5 separate regions of the Mus musculus genome follow, and all the other regions are linked to region 5. The links are chromatin contacts, called in public promoter capture Hi-C maps. All regions are on one chromosome and are shown on one strand. The core of a region is the stretch at or near the end of the contact, and the rest is flanking DNA. Distances in the headings are between cores, read along the strand shown.

The links. Promoter capture Hi-C pulls out the DNA fragments that hold promoters and counts their contacts.
Region 1: a contact with region 5 is called in a promoter capture Hi-C map of pre-B cells, with 2.9 times the contacts expected there. The contact joins the promoter of Dlat here to the promoter of Npat in region 5. A contact is called at or near these places in 5 of 39 promoter capture datasets (cranial neural crest, hippocampal neurons, liver and 1 more) and 2 of 115 datasets of contacts at active chromatin or transcription factors (astrocytes and large pre-B cells).
Region 2: a promoter capture Hi-C map of liver shows a contact between it and region 5, with 3 times the contacts expected there. The contact joins the promoter of 2310030G06Rik here to the promoter of Npat in region 5. A contact is called at or near these places in 4 of 39 promoter capture datasets (embryonic stem cells, hippocampal neurons and liver) and 2 of 115 datasets of contacts at active chromatin or transcription factors (astrocytes and extraembryonic endoderm stem cells).
Region 3: a promoter capture Hi-C map of liver shows a contact between it and region 5, with 9 times the contacts expected there. The contact joins the promoter of Pih1d2 here to the promoter of Npat in region 5. A contact is called at or near these places in 6 of 39 promoter capture datasets (the 3T3-L1 cell line, embryonic stem cells, erythroid cells and 3 more), 2 of 115 datasets of contacts at active chromatin or transcription factors (astrocytes and embryonic stem cells) and 2 of 9 other capture datasets (adipose tissue and liver).
Region 4: a contact with region 5 is called in a promoter capture Hi-C map of pre-B cells. The contact joins the promoter of Il18 here to the promoter of Npat in region 5. A contact is called at or near these places in 3 of 39 promoter capture datasets (hippocampal neurons, liver and pre-B cells) and 1 of 115 datasets of contacts at active chromatin or transcription factors (astrocytes).

What each region holds. Positions count from the first base shown.
Region 1 is chr9:50,658,484-50,661,183 of GRCm38.p6, reverse strand. It overlaps Dlat (dihydrolipoamide S-acetyltransferase (E2 component of pyruvate dehydrogenase complex)), which reads left to right and starts at 1,404. Exons shown (of 14, transcript NM_145614.4): 1 at 1,404-1,993; 2 at 2,395-2,496. The coding sequence starts at 1,718.
Region 2 is chr9:50,745,090-50,747,789 of GRCm38.p6, reverse strand. 2310030G06Rik (RIKEN cDNA 2310030G06 gene) reads left to right here and starts at 1,263. Exons shown (of 4, transcript NM_025865.3): 1 at 1,263-1,348. The coding sequence starts at 1,317. It also overlaps a transcript of Cryab not described here.
Region 3 is chr9:50,615,948-50,618,647 of GRCm38.p6, reverse strand. Pih1d2 (PIH1 domain containing 2) reads right to left here and starts at 1,327. Exons shown (of 6, transcript NM_028300.2): 1 at 1,050-1,327; 2 at 1-202. The coding sequence starts at 175. Nkapd1 (NKAP domain containing 1) reads left to right here and starts at 1,184. Exons shown (of 6, transcript NM_212449.2): 1 at 1,184-1,420.
Region 4 is chr9:50,553,264-50,555,963 of GRCm38.p6, reverse strand. Il18 (interleukin 18) reads right to left here and starts at 1,264. Exons shown (of 7, transcript NM_001357221.1): 1 at 987-1,264. It overlaps Bco2 (beta-carotene oxygenase 2), which reads left to right and starts at 826. Exons shown (of 12, transcript NM_133217.3): 1 at 826-943.
Region 5 is chr9:53,535,747-53,538,446 of GRCm38.p6, reverse strand. It overlaps Npat (nuclear protein in the AT region), which reads right to left and starts at 1,400. Exons shown (of 18, transcript NM_001081152.1): 1 at 1,259-1,400. The coding sequence starts at 1,295. It overlaps Atm (ataxia telangiectasia mutated), which reads left to right and starts at 1,776. Exons shown (of 63, transcript NM_007499.3): 1 at 1,776-1,884.

The sequences.
Region 1 (2,700 bases), core at 155-2,654, 2.9 Mb after region 5:
TACAATACATAGAGTTGATTTATAGTTGTCAATATTGAGGATGCTGCTTCAGATAAATATGTACCATATGAGCTGGCAAGATAGCTCAGTGTTGGTCTGGAGAGATGGAGTTGGTTAGCATATACACAGAAAATAATGTCATAATTTAATATATATATATATATATATATATATATATATATATATATATATATATTATATATATACATAGAATAGGAAAATCTAGGGAGACATTTACTGGAAAATTTAGTCCTAATCTCAAACCAAAATTCACTGATTGATTTTCTATGAAATTCAAATCAGCCACGGCAATTTTAAAATCCAAATACTCATAACAATTCAACCTAAAGATTATACTACTATAATGTTTATATAGAAGGGATAACTGTGGGAAATGTCTTTCTGCAATTAAATCATTATGCTCACGTGAGAGCAGAACACTTTGTACAGTAAAACCAGTGCGAATCACACCATACACGGGGAATCTGTGCCAAGGTGTTTCAGGCAGTGTTGGCTGGCCTCGTGTGACACCGAGGGCATGGCAGTACAAAGGGCACGGGTGTCCTCACAGCCACAGCTGCAGCGACGCGGTAGGATTCAGTGTAGGCAGCAGTAGTGAGAAACAACCTAGGTTGGCGCGGCTGGGTTCGGCAGCTTTTCACTGTTGCCATTTTTTTTCTTTTGACCCCACATTGTTACTCCATAGTTTAAGAAAGGTTTCTGTTGTTGTTTTCCTATTGAATTCACAGAACTGCGGGACAGCACGACAACGACTTTCGCAAAGTTGTATCTTAAACCTTTCTTTAAAAAAAAAAAAAAAAAGAATCTCAGTATGTAGCCCAAGCTGGCCTGGCAATGAACAGCATTAAACCAGGCTGTCCTGGAATCTAGGGTTCCACCTGCCTCTGTCTCCGTAATGCTATAATTAAAGGAATGTGTGTGTGTTAAAATATTTTCGCTATTTAAGAGGATACGGTGGAAATCTGGGGGTAATAAAACTGCTTTTTACAAACAAGTATCTTTATAGAGGAAATATAATTAGTCTTCTGTGACTAACTGGAAATGTGAAAATGTACCTTTCTCTTGGCTGCCCTTCACATCATTTGGCTGAAAACCCTGCTGCTCCCGTTTCCGGTGGGTTAGGGACCTAGGACAGCCTGCACGGGGCGGGCTCTGCAGCCAAGGGTCACCCCCTGATCCCCCGTCACTCGAGGGCCTTTCCTTTCTCCAACTTTCCAAGGTGCGCCCGCACCCATCGACCTAAAGCTTTGCATTACTGTCAGCCCGGGCTCTTTTCCCCAGCTTTTTCTTAAAGCAAAGGCGGTCGTTCCCTTTGGCACCGCCTCCCTGCCCTCAGGCTGCAGCCGGTCCGACTCTCGGGTCCCTTAGAGCGGCCCTGGTCCGTACTTCCCATCCTCTGCGACACCTCTCCTAGGGCCTTTCCCGTTTCTCCCAAACGTGCACCGCCCCCGCACTGCCTCGCAGCGCCTTCGTCACCGCAGATCCTAAGCGGCAGCCTCCCGTCCCTCTCGGGTGTCTCCGACGCGTCCCCCCCGCAGAGGGGCACGGAAACCCTACGTTCCGGTCGCCCGTCCAAGCAGCCGCTTTTACGACACTGCGCGACCGCAGTGCGCGGCTGACGGCAGAGCCGCGCTGCTCTTGGAGAGGTCACTCCGGAGACGGCGGAGCCTTTGGGGCGTGGGGGTCGGTGGCAGTAATGTGGCGCGTCTGTGCGCGGAGGGCGCGGAGTGCTGTGCCCAGGGATGGGTTCAGGGCTCGGTGGGCGGCCTTGAAGGAAGGCCCCGGGGCCCCATGCGGGAGCCCGCGGATTGGCCCCGCTGCGGTCCGTTGCGGTAGTGGGATCCCCCGCTATGGGGTCCGCTCCTTGTGCGGCTGGAGCTCCGGCTCCGGCACTGTCCCGCGTAACCGCTTGCTGCGACAACTCCTGGGGTCGCCCAGCCGCCGCTCTTACAGCCTCCCTCCGCATCAGAAGGTGAGTGACCCACCCTGGAGCCTGTTGTCCTTCAGAGCCCGCTCCTTGGCGTGGGGAATCCTCCTTGAGAGGCCTCCGACAGCCAGCTCCCTCCCAGATCTATTACGGTCCCTCGCCCAAGACCTTCCCAGTGGGCATCTTTTCTATTGAAAGAGGTCTAAGCCTGCGGCTATGGGCAAAAGGTCTGAGAAGTCTCACGTGCTTTCTCAGATCCACTAGACTGACTGGAGGATCAACCTGCCTCTGAAAGTCATGAATTTCTGGAGTGCTAGATCTCCCTTTGTATCTCCAGTGAACAGTTTGAAATGTGACTCAGTAAATACTCTGCATGAACTTGGGTGGAATGAAAGCACGCCGAGGGCTAAGTATGCCTGTTTAAATGTATGCTTCTTTTTCTGCAGGTTCCATTACCTTCCCTTTCCCCTACAATGCAGGCAGGCACCATAGCCCGCTGGGAAAAAAAAGAAGGGGAAAAAATCAGTGAGGGTGATCTAATTGCAGAGGTAAGTCTTAAAACACGCAGATTTTACCTAAGGGAGTGGCTTTGCTGAATAGACTAAAGCTTAGCCTTCTGGTAGGTAGTTTCCTCTTTCTCTTTAAGAAGCAGCTCCCCTCCCACCTCCCCATTTATTAGAGATGATTGGTTAGCTACGTTGTCAGCAGCTAGCTAAATTGTTTTTGAGATCACGGTGTAACTCTGGCTGGCC
Region 2 (2,700 bases), core at 14-2,513, 2.8 Mb after region 5:
ATAGTAGAATACAATGCTTAGCCATCTGATCACTGAGAACAATAGTAGTAACAATGGTTAAGACTTACTGAGGGCGTCCCATGCGTCTGGCCTGTTCAGAAGCTTTGTACACACATACCTCATTCAGTTATCACAGCCCTATGAAGTGGCCACTCTCAGGCCCGTTTTTCCCAAGATGAGGAGGAATTCAGAATCCAGTGTACTCCATGGAGTTCAGGGCTGACTATGAATATTCCAGGACAATACTCAAAATGCCAAGAAAATATTGAAGATCGGAATTGCAGGTTTCAAAGATTTTCTTAGAGACATATTCTCCCTTCTCTCTTTCCTTTCTTTCTCTCTTGTTTGTTTCTGTTTATTTAAGACAGGGTACCTCTATGAATTCTATGAATTCCTGGCTGTCCTGAAACTTGCTCCTGTAGCCCAGGCTGGCCTCAAACTCTCAGAGATCCTCATCCTCCTGCCTCCCGAGTGCCAGGAGGTATACACCATACTCAACCTGGTAACATATTGTCTCAGGGGAATTCATTCAGCTGCCTCATAGTTTCTGGCCAGGGAAGAGTGAATCCAATTTTGGGTCATTGGAAGCAGAAGCTACAAGCAGGGGTAAGTAGAGATTTCATGGTCCTGGACTGGGGAGAGAACATTGAGTGCTCCGTGCCAATCAGTTAGCCATCTGGTTTATACCAGAAAGAGGATTAAGTAATACATTCAGTACTTATGCCTTGGTGTGCTGGAAATCTAGATGGTAAATGGTTAGGAGATATGCGCACATTATTAATTCTAGTCGTGGGAATATGAGAGCATTCCATTTTCCTACATTTCAGGTTCCAAAAGCCTCTAGGATTCAAACCCAAATTGAGGACATCAGAAACTAGTACCAATTACCTTGACAGTGAAACTCAAACCTGAGTGTGGTAGGGCAAACGTAGTGGCCGAGCTTTGACTCCCTTATGGAGGGTCTATTTCAAAGGCCGTGCGATACAGAGAGACACATTTCCTATGGAAACTCAGAGCCCTTTTGTATCTCAGGTTTCTTTATAAATCGAAGCTTGCAGCTTCATCAAAAGGAGTTTCAAATCCCTAAGGTGAGATAACTCTCACCTGGAGCCCGTGTGTCTTCCTGCCCTTTGGCTGCGAACAGTCACTTGGGAATCATTCCACCAGGTGGCTTCCAAGGTCCAACCTACTCGGTTGAAATCTGATCCTGACAGACTTCCTGGGAGCCGTTGCCGTTCGCTCAGCCGGGAACCAGGAAATGCGCAAACCTCTTTATGTCTGAAAACCAGCTGGGCTCCCTGGGAGACACAACCGCCATGGGAAACCGGCTCTGCTGTGGGGGAACCTGGTGAGTAGGGCCGAAAGGTGGAGGGGACCGCCTCCGGTGGTGGATATGAAACCCTGAGAATCAGACAGCCTGGAGACCGTCCGTGCCTTCCTCCACCTGCCACGTCCTAGGTGGAGCAGAGAGCGGTGCCTTAGGACGCTTGGAAAACACAGCAAGCTGGAGAGTGGCCAGAGGTTGGCTGCACCGGTGGGCCAGCCTGGTTTCTCTCTTCTCTCCTTTCCTTCCTTCCGATGCTCTCTCCTTTTTTATTCTTCCGCAGATCATAATAACGGGAGCATTGGAGTGCTCTCTATGTGCAGTCACTTTCTAATCTGGGTTAATTGTCCCAGGTCTTCTGTGAGTGAGTGGTCTTACCGTTGTTCCCATCTTGGCCGGTTAAGGAGCGGAGGCTCAGAGAAGGTAGTGTCAGTCACATGGCTAGTAGCTTAGCAGGTAAAACAAGATTCCAAGCGCGGAGGCTAGACTTCAGGGCCCATACTTTCCTCACTAGGTAATCAGAGATGTGACCATGGATTGAGCAACTGAATTTGGACAAATGTTTGTTTGAAACTGCAGAAGTGGGAAGGAAGAGAATCCACTGGAACTGTGAATATAACTTTCATGCTATTTGCTGTGTGGCCTCATGCAGTCCAGTCAATTCACTGGGTCCTCGATTTTTTTAAAAATATACAGTCCCTATTATTTGTATCATAGGTTGGTTTTAGAGATCGAAAGCTAGTAAGAACAAAAAATACAAAATAAAAACAACAGCAACAACAACAAAAAACCCCACCAAATAATAGATTATTTGTGGTTTTTGTAACTTTCCCCCCAGGGTGTTCACCACCACTACAAACTCCCAAATATGGCTTCATCCTGTCAGCTGCCTCTTAGCTATATGATCCATGTCTGGGTCAGAGTTCAAAGAATACTTATTTACAGGTAAACATCACATGTAGAGAGAAAAGTGAGATACATTGGAAAGCACCTAAAATTTGAAAACAATACTAGACTCCAGTCCTGTGCCTGCTAGTTTATTAATCTAGTTGGTTATTAAACAAATATCAACTGAGCATGTGCTGGGTACCAGGAAGTGACAGATACAGAAGTCAGCAATAAAAGGAAACTTGGATAAACATGGTAGTGAATGCCTTTGATCCCAGCTATTGAAAGGCAGAGGCAGGCCATTTCAGGATAGCCAAGGTTACATAGAGAGACCCTGTCTCAAAAAACTAAAAATAGACAAATAAATAAGACCCTGCCTATAAGTGTATATTTGTTTACATGTATATTTATTTATTCTTTGTTTGATTTTTAAGGCAGGTTCTCTCTCTGTCGTCCTGGAGCTCTCTATGTAGACCAGGCTGGCCTTG
Region 3 (2,700 bases), core at 78-2,577, 2.9 Mb after region 5:
GGATCTTGGTCTGTATGCAGAGTTGAGGTTCTGGGTTGACACAGAGCTGTTTGCCATCTTTCAACTCCTGCTGAATGAAGTTCCGGTAGCGCTCGGGGTCATTTTCAGCCAAATCATCGAGCATATTCCAGAACTGGGAAATGTGGGTAAGAAGACCCTTTGAGGACACCGTCATGATGGTGATGAGACAGGCCTTTGGAACCTGCAGAGAGACAGGACTTGAGAAAAGGCATGTAAGGTATTTACTGCCCTGTTTCTTCTTTCAGGGAAGGAGGAAGGCTTTTGCAAGTGTGCTGCGGGTCTTAACTAAAAGATTGCACACCCATACTGCTTTATCTTGGCTTTCCTACAGTCTGTGAGTAGAACCACTTCCTAAATTCCTACGTTGTACCTGTACTTCCGTCTGGTCTTCATAAATACAGAGGGAACAGAAAGGACTTTTGTTCCAATAGTTGGATATTGGCTGACTTGGTGCCTTCCAGACCTGGAATTGTGAGGTAGGGGTGTGTGTGTGTGCGTGAAAGAAAGACGGGTAGAGAGACTGGGGTCGGGGGAGACAGATACATAGACAGACAGTATAGTAGTTAAAAGTAGGCGCACTGGAGCCAGTATGCTTACGTTCTTGCAAACTTCAGACATCTATGTTGCCTTGAGCAAGCAGTGTATATACTCAAAATAAAGATGAGGGGGCTGGAGAGATGGCTCAGCGGTTAGGAGCACTGACTGCTCTTTTAGAGGTCCTGAGTTCAAATCCCAGCAACCACATGGTAGCTCACAATTCTATAATGAGATCTGGCGCCTCTTCTGACATAGAGCTATATATGCAGAACACTGTATATAATAAATAAATGAATCTTTAAAAAAAAGATAAGGATTAAGAACACTAATATTTAAAGCTGGAACATTATGTGAGAGCAATAGTCAAAGATTCCGCCCTCCTTCAATCACCCTCCTTCTGCAAAAGAGAAAGTTCCCAATATTTTTAAAAAGAGGTTTAGAGTCTTCAAATTATATATTAAAGTTAGATTAAATCAACAACGAATACACACTTAATCCAAACGTGGGGGAAACGCGCACGTCTTCTCTCAGTTTGCCGACAAACTGCGACTCCGGTTACCATGGTAACCAGTCCCGGTACACCATCTAACTGGGTCCGGAGAGCGCAAAGTAGAGCTGTGTCTCTATATCCAGTTCCGGTTCTCTTCTCCGGGTCCGGACTGGCTCCTCCGCAGGCCGTCCCGCTTGTCTCTCGGGAGAGCGCCGCCTTCCTTCCTGCACCCGTCAGCTTCCACGGCGACCGGCGAGCCCGCTCTGTGGGAGTCTCCGGTGGGAGGGAAGCGTTTCTCCGGAGCACGACTTCCGGCCCGGAAGGAAGCCGCCACCTTTTCTCCCACCCCGCCACGCGAGGCTGCGGCGCACGGTATGGGTGTGTGTGTGTGTGTGTGTTTGTGTCGGGAGGGCGTTGCGAGGGAAGGCCGCCGAGAGCGCCGGGGCTGCGGCGGGGCAGGGAGCCCGCTGACAGACATGGGGGCGCTTTCCCCCACGTCCCCTTGGAAACCTCAAGCTCCCCCCGAGGCACTCTAGATACTTCCTGGGGCCCAACGGAAGGCCGTGCCCAAGCCCTGTGTCCCCATTCTGTCCCGGGAGTGAAAGCGAGCCGCCGGGCGCCGGCCCAGCCCAGCGAGAGCGGGGAATGCCCCGGTCCGCCCGCCCGCAGGCCGCTTTCCGCGCCTGCGCCTCCTCTGGCCTGGGTCCCCGAGAGCGAGCCGCCGGGCGGGCTCGGCTGGGGGAAGGCAGCCGTAGCCTGGGCCTCGGGTGAGGAGGGCACAGTAACCGGTGGGAAGGCTGCGTTTTCACGAAGGACTCGGGTGAAGCTGCAGAGCTGCCTTTCAGCCCTGACTCCTTGGCTTCCTGGGTCGGAGGAGATCTTGTAATGGAGTGGTTCTTCGTCTCACACTAACAGGATGCCTGATTTCCTCAGGATCGAGGGGTGAGTGAGCATCGGGACAGTGGCACCAAGCCCCTGCTAGCTACACATGTGAATATCGTTGTCTTCTGGGTTTTGGAAAGTTCCGTACAGTGTAGGAAACAAAATGTCCTGAGTAGAGATATTTAGGTCATCTAAAAACTTTTTTACAATTCAGTTTATTTTTTTACTGTTGACATACGTGGTGTTTGATGCCTTCAAATCTTCGTGTTTATATCTTTGCAAGCGAATTTTGGGGAGTTTTGAGATTTGATTTCTAGCCGGGACACTAACACACCCGTTGCCTGAGTCCATGCAGCCTGGGGGCAGGTTACGGCTTTAAGGAATTTGATTTTGAGGAGTTGGGGTAGAGTCCAAACTCGGGGATCCCCATAGGTTAAAAGGCCAACCGAAAATGTCTGGGGAATCATATTGTATCTGTATCGATCACGTACAGACCTTTCCCACTTTGGTCATTATTTTAATCTCCATCGTAACATTTACATAACATTTGCATAGTTTTAAGTATTATAATTAATCTAAATACCCTCACTCATCCTAACTGGAAGAGCATGTCTGTTGGCAGGTGGTGGCAGTAAGAAGATGAGTTAAGGGCTGGCCGAGGCCACTTAAGAACCTGACTAAAAAAACAGTCCTATTTTAAAATACACAGGAGCATAGTTTCTATACAAATATTATACTAGTCTAAAAGAGGAATGAGCGCCCTAGGATTG
Region 4 (2,700 bases), core at 15-2,514, 3.0 Mb after region 5:
CACTCTGTAGGCCAGGCTGTCCTTAAGCTCTCAGAGAATTCCAGCTGCTCTGCATAGATTGCTAGAATTAAAAGAAAAGAAAAAACAATAACAAAATAATGGGGTGCTGAATCTCATTTTTTGTTATTTTTGCTTCCAAGCAGTGTTTGTTATTTAGGTTCTCAAAGATACTTGTTAAAATAATAAAATTATGTACTGTGATATGTATTTATGGTCTCCTGTCTGTGCTTTATTGTGAGAGAATGCTTTTCATAAAACTAATGAATATCACCTTTAATTTCAGCACTCAGGAGGCAGAGGCATGTGGATCTCTGTGAGTTCGAGATCAGCCTGGTCTACAGAGTGAGCTCCTAGACAGCCAGGACTATACAGAAAGACCCTGTCTTGAAAACCCAGCTCAACGCAAACTAAACCAAAAACAACGCCCCTCCCACCCCAAACACCTAATGAATGTAAAAGAAAAGGGATGAGAGGAAAGGGAAAAGGGTGAGCTATTGCCTGCCAGTCTAAATTGAAACTTCATTCTGTCTGAATCATTTCAGAGGAGAGAAGTTGTACAATGAACCCCTGAATCTGGTTCCATGGACTTAGCGGCAGGTGGGGGCAAATTCCAATAAGGAATGGTTAAGGAGGGAGGCTATTATTGGTCCAATTTTAATGTCAAAGGTTAGAGTTGGTTAGGACACTTGCCATAGAACTGAGACTAAGTTAGTGTTTTGAGCCCCGCCTCTCCTTTTCCCTCCCCTCCAGTCCCATTTGATCTCAGAGCCAGGGACAACCCAGGCTCATTATTTACTTAATCAGGCCAGTGGCTGCAGATTCAGAAATCTCAAGACCTGAGTTAAGAACTGAGTTAAATACTATTTCTCAACTGTTTCTGCGTTTCCTCAGCAGCCTTCTTGACACCGCAGGGTTCTTCCTGTGGCAGTGTACCATCGCCCAGGTAGGGGACTCCCCTCTACCCGTTCCTTTCCTGGGCCACTTACCAGTCTGCAGTTGGACTGCTGCGCCCGGGGCCTGAGGATTATAGCAGGCTTCCAAAGCCTCTTTGTGTGATGCAGGCAGCACACCACAGGGGAGAAGTGAAAGCAAGCTTGTTTTACCAACCACAGGATTGGTGTACTCATCGTTGTGGGAACAGCCAGTGTTCAGTCAGCTAATGTGACGCACTGGGGCAGGATTCAGCCCAGAGATCTGATTTGTCCTGGATGCCTCAAAGGGTTTTTCTCTATCCTGAGTTTTCCCAGCTGAAAACCACTGCTTTGTATTCGGATGCAAATGTTTGGTTCTCCTATTTGCATTCTGGGGAACTGTCTCAAACCCTGTGGTTTTTGTTCTGTAGCTTTCTATTATAGTTACTACTTCAAGGATTTATTTTCAGTGATTGGTTAATTATAGAACTGCCAGAAATGGCAACAATATGCACAGTTAATTATAAAGTTATTTAACCATAGTAACTTATATAGTATGCTGTATTGTATGTAAGGCAGCATGCTAGGTGCTAGGAGTGGGGAGGTATAGCTAGACTTTGTATTCAAAGAATACTGCCAGGAGAGGTTGTAAAGTGCACTGGCCTTTTATCACACAGGACAGCAAGATAAGGGCCACCAGAAAGCTCTCCGAAGTTGTAGCGAGGAAATGGGAATTCGGTGCTTAAGAAGCAGGTGACCCAGAAATTGGAACTTGAAGGTTGAGTTGCATATGCAAGTTTCATCTGAAGGAGATGAGAAATATCCTAAGTGAAGAGAATAGAATGGTCATGAGACTAGGGAGCAATCCAGCTAGGCTGGAGTGAACAGCTAGGGTGGGCTGAGGGCCATACGAGGTCTTTAAGTGCCTCGCCTGCTCAGGTAGTTTCAACAATTACAAGTGATTTGTGATTGAATGGATGGAATTCACATGGAGGAATGAATGATGCAGCCAGATTTACATGTAGGAGATTTAATATTCACATTATTGCACTGGTGGAAAAGCATCTTCCCCGCTCATCCAGATAAATTAGAATCTCTAGACCTGATGAGAGCTGGAGGCAATTGTCTGAGGTCTCTAACCCTTAAGATGGTCCAGTGGCTCCAGGAACTCATCTCACTAAGTTTCTCTTTCCAGACTTCAACTGAGAGGCTGCCAAGAAAGAGTCAAGGGCCTGAGTTAGGCAGCAGGAAGTGACACATAGGAAGGAGAAGTTGAGGTACCAGGGCTGAGGAAGATGGGCTTCGGATAGGAAAAAATCTGTAGTCCCAGGAGAGAGACTGATGAAGACAGAGTTACCCGTGCAGAATTTTGAGCCTGGGGAATTTATATGTAAGCCACAGAGTCATCTTTTTTTCAAATTTCCCCTACTGGCCTGTGCCACTGGGGTCAGAAGAACTGTGCTGTAAGGAGAGTGAGCAAAATGAATTCAGTGCCCACAGAGAGACTGAAGCGAGATGTTTGCTGGTGGAAGAGCTGATTCAGAAGAGGAGATAAAGAGTTGAGAGTCGGGTCGAAGACATAACTGGAGAACTTACGAATCAAGATGAGATTACTAAGGGCCAACGTTGAAATTAAAGGGTAAAGGTCCAAGGTTATACTTTGACATTTCCTTGGTGATAAGAGGTCAGTAGAGGAGATTAACATTTGCTAAGTATCATTGCATTTCATTATGATGGGAGGTCTGAGTAGGAGTCATTAACCTCTCTTAACCCTTATTTTATTTTCGAT
Region 5 (2,700 bases), core at 151-2,650:
AAAAATTATCCACTTTTCAATGTTCATACTACCAAACTCCAAAAGCCACTTTTGAGGCTATGATCATGGAATTTTATATGGATCACAAGACTGCTAAAAGTCGCAGTTCTTACCTAAACAATACGTATAGGTGGGGAGAAAAAAAATCATGTGAGTCTACTTTTAACCAATTTTGTATGAGCCTAATTTTAAAATTACAAGAAAGCTAAGTTTAAAAATCACAGGTATAAATTTAACTATCCAAGTCTGATGAAGATGAAAACATTCAAAACACTAGTTTTTGTATTTAAGTTTCTCAAAAAATGGACAGTAGAATCGTACAGAGCCTCTTAAATAAGTCCTGCCTAATGTGCAATTTTTATTTTTTGGACAGGGCTGGGCACAAAGCAAATGTTCGTAACGGCTGTGGAAACTATGGAATGAGTCCTCATACTTCGACCACTTTCTTTTAGAGATGTCCCAAATAACGTTTCAAAGTCACTGTCCAGTTTTGAGCCTAAGAGGCTCTTGTTCCCTACAGAACAATCCCTTTTATTCTTTCACAGGACAAACAACGAAAACAGTCTTTTCCAGAGACAGTATCTCCCGACCAACCAGTGGTCTATGAACAAACCCTTTTCGAAAATGGAGGAAAACGAGGGCTAGAACGTGTGCAACCAGAAGTCAGTCGTCGTACCTCCTAAATATTTGCTCAAGAACACGACACGCTGCCGTTCTGAAATATGCAATTGGCGTTTCAAGCCACTATGGTGGGCCAGGGGTGTGGGGCCCTCCCTGTGTCCCAAATTCCCAGTGCTAAGGTCGGGTTATGGGTAAGGGCGTCGGAAAGTCTTTCCACAAGGCTGGGCGGCCGGGGAAGCGGGGGTCCCCCCGCCTTTTCCTTTATCAGTCCCGGCTCTTGACAAGGGAAAGGGTAGGGGACACGCAGCCTCGTCCATCACGCAGGCGACACTCCTTCAGGTGTCCCAGCGGGCCTGGCTGTGCCTCGGAATCCAGGCCCCAGGTGTTCCCCGCCGAGCTTCTTTCTCCCTTCGGCTGCCCCCATCGCGCAGCAGGAGGAGAAGGGACATCCCTACACCGAGGAGCTTCGACTGTCCCAAGGCGCCGAGGGACCGAGCCTCTCCGCTAGTCTGAACTTGGACGGGAGCAGACCACTCCTCAGAGCTTCCCCACCCCGAGCAGCCCTCCCCCTCAGCCCCTGGTCTTTCCGTCCCCTCAGCCCGGGTCCGATCACCCGCCCTCCCAGGCCGCCGCTTACCCAATACCAGCCTGGCTACATCCGAGGGTAACAGCATGATCCGAGCTGCACAGGGAGCGGCCTGAAGGGACGAGACTCAACTCAAAGCAAACACGGCGACAGCCCCGGCGCCGCCGCATCTCCCGGTTCCACTGGAGGTGCTGAACCCGCGGCAATTTGTCCCGCCTCTTTCGTGCCACACTAACCAATCGCTTCCGCGGGAGACAGAAAGGCGCCGAAATGAAACCCGCCTCCGTTCTCCTCGGAACCGTCGTCATTTCCGTCTGCGGAGGGTTGTGGCCAGAGAGGACCTGGTGGCCGGCTGTGGGAGCGTCGGCCCCTGGGCGGAGTTGCGGGAGCGAGGGCAATCGCCATTGGTGCGCACTGCGCAGGCGCGTTTCCTCAGGCCGGGAGACTGTTTTGAGGGGAGCGAGTGTTTTGAGTTGGAGAGCGCGTGATGCCTACGCGCAAGCGCAGTCGTGCGGCGGCGCATGCCGACTTCTTCCTTTGGGGCACCCGTGCCTTACCAACTTGCTGCTTTATAGAGCCGGAAGCGGGAAGGCGTGCGTACAGAACCAGCTGCTAGATCCGTGCACGCGGGAAAAGGCGAAGCGACCTGGGTTTGCATTGGCAGGCAGAATGCAGCGGTAGGAGCGAGGGACGAACGCTCGGGGACTTCTGTGAGGGGAAAATTCTCTTCTGAGCCCATCTTTCCTCAGCTTCCGAATGGCTCTTACCCCTTCTCTGCAGAACGGCCGTCATCTTCTCCCTCTTTCTGCAGACCCTAGATGGAGTGAGCCTAAATCTTCCCTTCTGCACGTCCCTCTTTCCTATCTGTCATCTTAAGGGTTCTGGTCGATCTAGATTTTTTAAATCTCATACTTTAGTCTCAGAGCGTTTATTTATATTTAAGCTACAGGTTTGCACATGTTCGTAGTTAAGAGCACTGGCCCTTGGAAATCACAGTCTCGTATTCTCATTGTCAGTTGTATTGCCTGTGTTGTCTGTAGTAGGTAAGTGGCAGCCACTCTGAGCCTTTGAAAATGTTTAACCTGCGCTCCTTCCCCGGTCCCACCCCCGCCACCTGGCACAGATAAGTAGACAGCTACTTTTTCAAAGCGACAATGTGATAGGAAAAACTGTGTTAGCCGAGGAAGGACTGGTTCTGTGGAAACTGAGCCTGAAAGAATCGACTTTGCTGCTAGATCTTGCCGGGTGTAAATTCTTCTGCAAGATGGTAGCGAAGCTTTCAGACAGAAGGAAGTGCATGGAAAGGCACAAAGTGTAACGAGCTCTTGTTATTGAGTGATACAGATTTTGCAAGTTTCCAGTGTATTGAAGCCAGAGGAAGGGATGAGAGCAAGAAGAGGAGGAAAAAAACAGTCATCAAATAGATTTATAAAGCGATCGTAAGAGAAGACAGTAACAGGATGACAGTTATACTGAATATTTGCTGTGTGTGT